Regions from separate parts of the Mus musculus genome. Here region 1 is linked to region 2. A link is a contact called in public Hi-C data. All regions are on one chromosome and are shown on one strand. Each heading gives the region's core, a stretch centred on a gene start, on an enhancer-like site or on the middle of the called end of the contact. The rest is flanking DNA. Distances are from core to core; before and after follow the strand shown. Region 1 overlaps Gm38623 (a long non-coding RNA gene). Region 2 holds the start of Ubp1 (upstream binding protein 1).

What was found. Hi-C and Micro-C count contacts between places; a contact is called where the count stands out from the background.
Region 1: a contact with region 2 is called in a Hi-C map of bone marrow-derived macrophages, with 24 read pairs. The contact joins the enhancer-like site here to the promoter of Ubp1 in region 2. A contact is called at or near these places in 7 of 39 promoter capture datasets (the 3T3-L1 cell line, embryonic stem cells, liver and 2 more), 1 of 15 datasets of contacts at CTCF or cohesin (the NIH/3T3 cell line), 7 of 484 Hi-C or Micro-C datasets (LSK cells, bone marrow-derived macrophages, centroblasts and 4 more), 15 of 115 datasets of contacts at active chromatin or transcription factors (T-cell acute lymphoblastic leukemia, bone marrow-derived macrophages, embryonic basal ganglia and 10 more) and 3 of 9 other capture datasets (adipose tissue, liver and pancreatic islet).

The regions. Positions count from the first base shown.
Region 1 is chr9:113,725,748-113,728,447 of GRCm38.p6, reverse strand. All of the region lies in intron 2 of Gm38623 (a long non-coding RNA gene), which reads right to left. Among named protein-coding and RNA genes, the nearest start is that of Gm38623, 7.8 kb to the right of the region's middle. Within about 2 kb of position 1,252, at least 30 of the 459 cell types and tissues checked have an H3K27ac peak or open chromatin away from gene starts, as enhancers often do. A contact at or near this core is called in bone marrow-derived macrophages and neural progenitor cells, where this site is marked.
Region 2 is chr9:113,930,035-113,932,734 of GRCm38.p6, reverse strand. It overlaps Ubp1 (upstream binding protein 1), which reads right to left and starts at 1,423. Exons shown (of 16, transcript NM_001372510.1): 1 at 969-1,423. The coding sequence starts at 1,081. It overlaps Gm39439 (a long non-coding RNA gene), which reads left to right and starts at 1,809. Exons shown (of 4, transcript XR_003948257.1): 1 at 1,809-2,008.

The DNA.
Region 1 (2,700 bases), core at 3-2,502, 200 kb after region 2:
ACACATATATATATATATATATATATATATATATATATATATATATATATATATATAATGTTGGGGGACACTTGTTTGCCATATTGTCTGTGTGAAGGCCAAAGGACATCATTGAGACATTGAAAATTGGTTCTCCCTTTCCATGATGGAGGTTTTAGGGTTATAGGTTTTGAACTCAGGTTGTCAGTTTTGGCAGCAAGCTCCTTTACCCACTGAGCCATCCCCATGGCCCTAGGTATGTACTTTACCATTGGACTATATACCCCCAGACATATTTGAGCTTTTATCCCTACTTGCAACCAATATAATGCTTGACTAATGTAATCATAATGATCAAATGACACCTTTTAAAATGCGGTTAAAATAAAAATGAATATTAGCTGTCTCTCAAGTCTAATGAAAAGAAAATATTGGGGAAAATTAAATGTGTGGGTTATGATGAGGAATAATATTTTTAAATAATTTCTTAATTTTTATTTTATGTACATTGGTGTTTTGCCTGCATGTGTGAGGGGTTGGATCCGCTGGAACAGAAGTTACAATTGTGAGTGGCCATGTGGTTGCTGGGAATTGAATCTAGGTCCTTTGGAAGAGCAGTCAGTGCTCTCAAACGCTGAGCCATCTCTTCAGCCCTGAGGAATAATTTTAAAATAGTAAAACCTCTCAGACAATGAAAAAGTAATGAACAAAATTTGAAAAAAAAAAATTCTTTTTAGTATTTGTAGAACTGGCCTCTCACCCAAAGCGGTCTGGACACCCAGTCCGAAAAAGCAGGTATATCCTAAGACTTTGGGAAAGGCAGCGACAACCCGTACTTCTGAGCTTCACCAAACCTAGGAATAAAATGAAATTCCATTTTCATTATCTCAATCGGAGCTGTAAGGCGTGGCGTATGTAACCTGCCAGTGCTCACAAGTGCCCAGCTGCTTCTCAGAGTTTCCAGGCGTGGCCTCATGCCGGGAACAAGGTGGACTTGCTCTTAGCCCACCATCAGCCTCCTTGGCCATGTGGGTTGCGCAAGGACTCACCCAAGCCAATCCCCTGTGCTGCCTGGGTAATGCACGTTCAGGGGAGATAGAGTCTCCCCAAGTGCATATTAACTTGATCACGGAATGCCTCCCCCAGAACCTCCCTCCCTACTCCTCACTTACGTGTTTAAATAGAGTCTTTAATCGATGGGGCTGGTCTAGAATGTTGTTAGGAGGCTGGCCCTACACAGAGGAAGTGGGTCTGTAGGGGTAGGCCTCGAGGCTCGGGAGCTTGGCCCACTTCCTGTTCTGCTTCTGGACTTGTAGGCCACCTATTTTTGCTGTCATGCCTTCCACGGCACGATGGATAGGGTTCTTTTTTCCTCTCTTTTAAAGAAAGATGTATGTCTACATGGTACATACGTGTATCACATGTCTGTCCAGTACCCACGGAGGCCAGAAGAAGGCATTACATTCCCAGGAACCACATCCAGTGAGTGCTGGGTGCTAAATCCAGCCTGGTCCTCTGGAAAAGCAATCAATACTCTTAACTCCTGAGCCATCCAGACACAATCTTTAAAAATTTAAGGATTATTCTATACAGGCATACTTAAAGGCCCATCTCCCAGGTGATTCTAGATCCTGACAAGTTGATATAGTAATTCTAACCATCACTTCTAGTGTTTTGGAGGTGGAGGCTTGAGCGTCAGGGGTTCAACCTTATCTCTGACTGCATGGGGAGTTCAAAGCTAGCCTGGGTTATATGGACTGCATGGGGAGTTCAAAGCTAACCTGGGTTATATGAGATCCTGGAGGCAGTTGGCACATGCTTCAGGAGGTAGAGGCAGGAGGATCTCTGTGAGTTCAAGGCCAACCTGGGCCACACAGAGAAACCCTGTCTTGAAAAACAAACAAACAAACAAACAAAAACAGACAACTAGTAGGTTTTATCCAAGGACACAATAAGCCAATTGAAGCCAAATTTGAGAGGATAAAGGCAGGTTTATTGGGAGGCAGCTCTCAGGTGGGTTCCCAGTCTCACAGGGGGAGGACAGTGAAGCCATGTACCCAGGCTAAGCACGGCCTTTTTATAGCTGCTTAGGTGAGGAATGATGACGTGTCTGCTAGGAGCTGGGATTATGCCCATATATGGTCAAAAACTGAGTCTTTGGCCAGGCACACTTGGACTGGTCATGGAAACTCAGAGCCAATGGGTGATGACGTGTTAGCACAGTTTTTTCTCTGTGTGGGTGGGGTTGAGTGAAGAAAAGGGGGGGGGGGCAAGAGTGTACCTAGCTTGTGCAGGGGTTACAGCTAAACAACAACAAAGAGTCCATTGTACCATTGATATTATCTATATTTTATTCTTTTCTTTGGTATTCTTTCTTACTCTTTTTTTTTTTTTGCGGGGGGTGGGGGGCAGTTTGAGACAGGGTTTCTCTGTATAGTCCTGGCTGTCCTGGAACTCACTCTGTAGACCAGGCTGTCCTCGAACTCAGAAATCCACCTACCTCTGCCTCCATAGTGCTGGGATTAAAGACATGTGCCACCACTGTCTGGCCTTTCTTAATCTTCTTAAAGCCAAAATAAACCCTTCCTCCCATAGGGTTCCTTGTTGGGTGTTTTGCTCAGAACAATGGGGAAGTAGCTAACACAGAGGGGCATGGAAGCATCTTATTTCTTTTTAAAATGTTCCTTTATTTCGTGGTTTTTTTTTTTTTTTTTTTTTTTT
Region 2 (2,700 bases), core at 174-2,673:
ATTCTTAGTTTAGTATGTTTTCCACCGCTTCTTTCCACGGGCCAAGAAACCTCCCGACCCGCCAGAGTCAAGGCTAATTGCTTCAGGGATGAGGCTGGACTTGTGCAGACCAGCTCTGACCCAGGGCATTTCTCTTAGGGTATTAACAATGCTTCTGACCTCCCCTGGGCGGCAGGAAAGGTAGGAGAGCCCCAGGGAGCCCACATCGCACACTTTACACAACCAACCATACTGCTGAAAACTAAGTACTACACTTAATTCACACGTTTCAAAAACCACTCCGTTTTTTACCTCCTTGGGTAAACCATACCCTACACAAGCCATATTCCAACATCGAAACAAAGGGCTGCCGAGCCACCAAGAACTCTTCAACTCTTTCGGGATAAGTAAGGGGCAGACACACTTGGCTCCTATCTGTTTCCGCCTCTCCCAATTACACAAAAAGGAACAGCTGCTGGTGCAGACAGCAGTGACTAAACTATTGTGTGTGGCACAATCTTAAAGCCCTCTGCAAAAGGAAACAGCCTGAGGGGAGTCACTTTGAGAATGAAGAAACCTAGCAAGGGCCCAACTTCACTCTCAATCAGGAGACTATACAAGCAAGTCACTGCGCTCGCCAACCCTCAGGGCTACTTTCACTCACAATATAACTTACTATCAGAATGTCAAGCGGCTGAAAGTCGCAGGCCACGCTACCAGGCACCGTAGGAAAAGCTACAGTTTTCCCATTAGAAACAGTGCCTTTTGTACAGCCTACTCCAGCTAAAAGGACTCGTAAATCACTTGGAAAGAAAGTCCCTGCCCCTCTGACCCAATCTCAACGGCTAGCGCGGCTTCCCCAGGCAGAAGCGACGGGGTCCTCCGCCGCTAGCCGCCCCCGTCGGCCTCCCAGGCCACGGCGCCACGCGGCAGGACCCCGACCCCGCGGCCCAGGCCCCGCCCGGCGGAGGCAGCCGCGCGCCCCTTACCTCATGCTGTAGGCGCCGGCGCCCAGCTCCTGCCCGATGCCGGACAGGCTGGAGTCGAAGTCGTGCACCAGCCCGGACTCGATCACCTCGTCCATACTGAGCACCCAGGCCATCTTCCGGCCTCGCCGCCGCCCCGCGCAGCGCGGCCTCCGGGTCCGGGGCGAAGGCGCCCGAGCTCCGCGGGCGCGTCCTGAGGGAGGACGCGGGTGAAGCCTCCGGCGGCGCGGCGAGTGGTCACCTGCGGCGGCGCGGGACGCGGCTGAGACGAGAGCGGCCGAGGCCCAGCTGTCAGGGCACAGCGTGCGGGCCAGCAGCTGCGGCGGGAGCGACCGGGCCGCGAGCCGCGCCGCCCTCCCGCGGCCGCCGGCCCCGCGCCTCATGCCGCCGCCCGCCCCCGGCGCCGCTCCCGCGGCCGCCGCCCGCCCCGCCCCACAGCCCCAGCGCGCATCCCCCCGGCACGCCCGTCACCCGCTCCCGGGCCGCGCCCCCCCCCCCCCAGCCCTCTGCCCGCCCGCCCAGGCTCCAGCGCCCCTTCGCCCCGGCCAACCCCGCCGCCGCCGCTCCGCCGGCCCGGACGCAGCTTCGATGCGGCTCCGGCTTGGGCTCGCTCGCCGCTTCCGCCTCCTCCTCCGGCCCCGCCCCTGCGGCCGCTCCCCTCCCAGGCCCGCCCCTCGCGGCCCCGCGCCTCGCGGCGGCACTAGCGCCTGGGCCGAGCGGCGCTGCCCGGCCCCCGCGGTGTCGCGGCCTGGCGGCGGAAGAGGTGTGACCGGTTACGCTCGGCTGACTGACAGGTCTTCTGGGCAGTCACGGCGAAGCGGCCGGAATGGATTCCCGTGAGCCTCTGCGTTCCCGGCTGAGCCACCAATCAAAACGCTCTTCCCCTCCGGGACTAAATTGACTGCCATAAGTAAGAGCTCATTGGCCCGCACTGGAGGAAGTGGTTCCAGGTCCTACTTCCGTCGGTTCTGGGAAATACCCTTTCGTCGGCTTTTGCCCCCGCTCCAGAGAAAAGCGGGTACATCTCGTCTGATGTAAGCTAGGTCTGTTGTGCAGAAGATCTTGATTGGCAGGAGAATAAGCCAGTCAGCCCTCCCTAAAAGGTCCCCGCCCCTCTCAACTCAACTTTAATCCGGAGGCAGAAGCATGCTGGTCTGAGTTCGAGGTCAGCTTGGTCTACTTGGCGAGCTCCGGCTGAATCAAGGTTATATACAAGGGCTTGTCTCAAAACAAAACAAAGCAAATTTGCAGAGCCCAGAAGATCTGGTGACGCACATAGCACAAGAGTGTGTGACACCCTCGTTATTCCTTAATCATGTGCGCTAACACAAACCATGCAAATTGCTGTGAGAGTTAACGTGAAGAAAACTAGTGTTTTTCTAAAACAAAAGACAACAAACAAACCCGGGAGGTTATGGTTCAGGTAGCACGAAGACAAAACAAACAAACAAACAAACAAACAAACAAAAACCACACACACACACACAGATACCCGCAGCAAAAGACAAAGAATACACTAAGCATAGAGACTTCCTATCTATGCCCAAGTGCTCCCTTTTACTGCTTCATGGAAGTCTGTGTCTGGGTATCCCTAACAAGCTTTGAGAAGAACTGCTCCCTCCAAGCCGGCCCTCGATTATTGCTTTTTTCACATAATATTGTTTCCAAAGGATTCGGATGTGGGTCCAGCAACGTTCATTTGACAGGTTTATTATTAACTGTTGGAAATAACGGG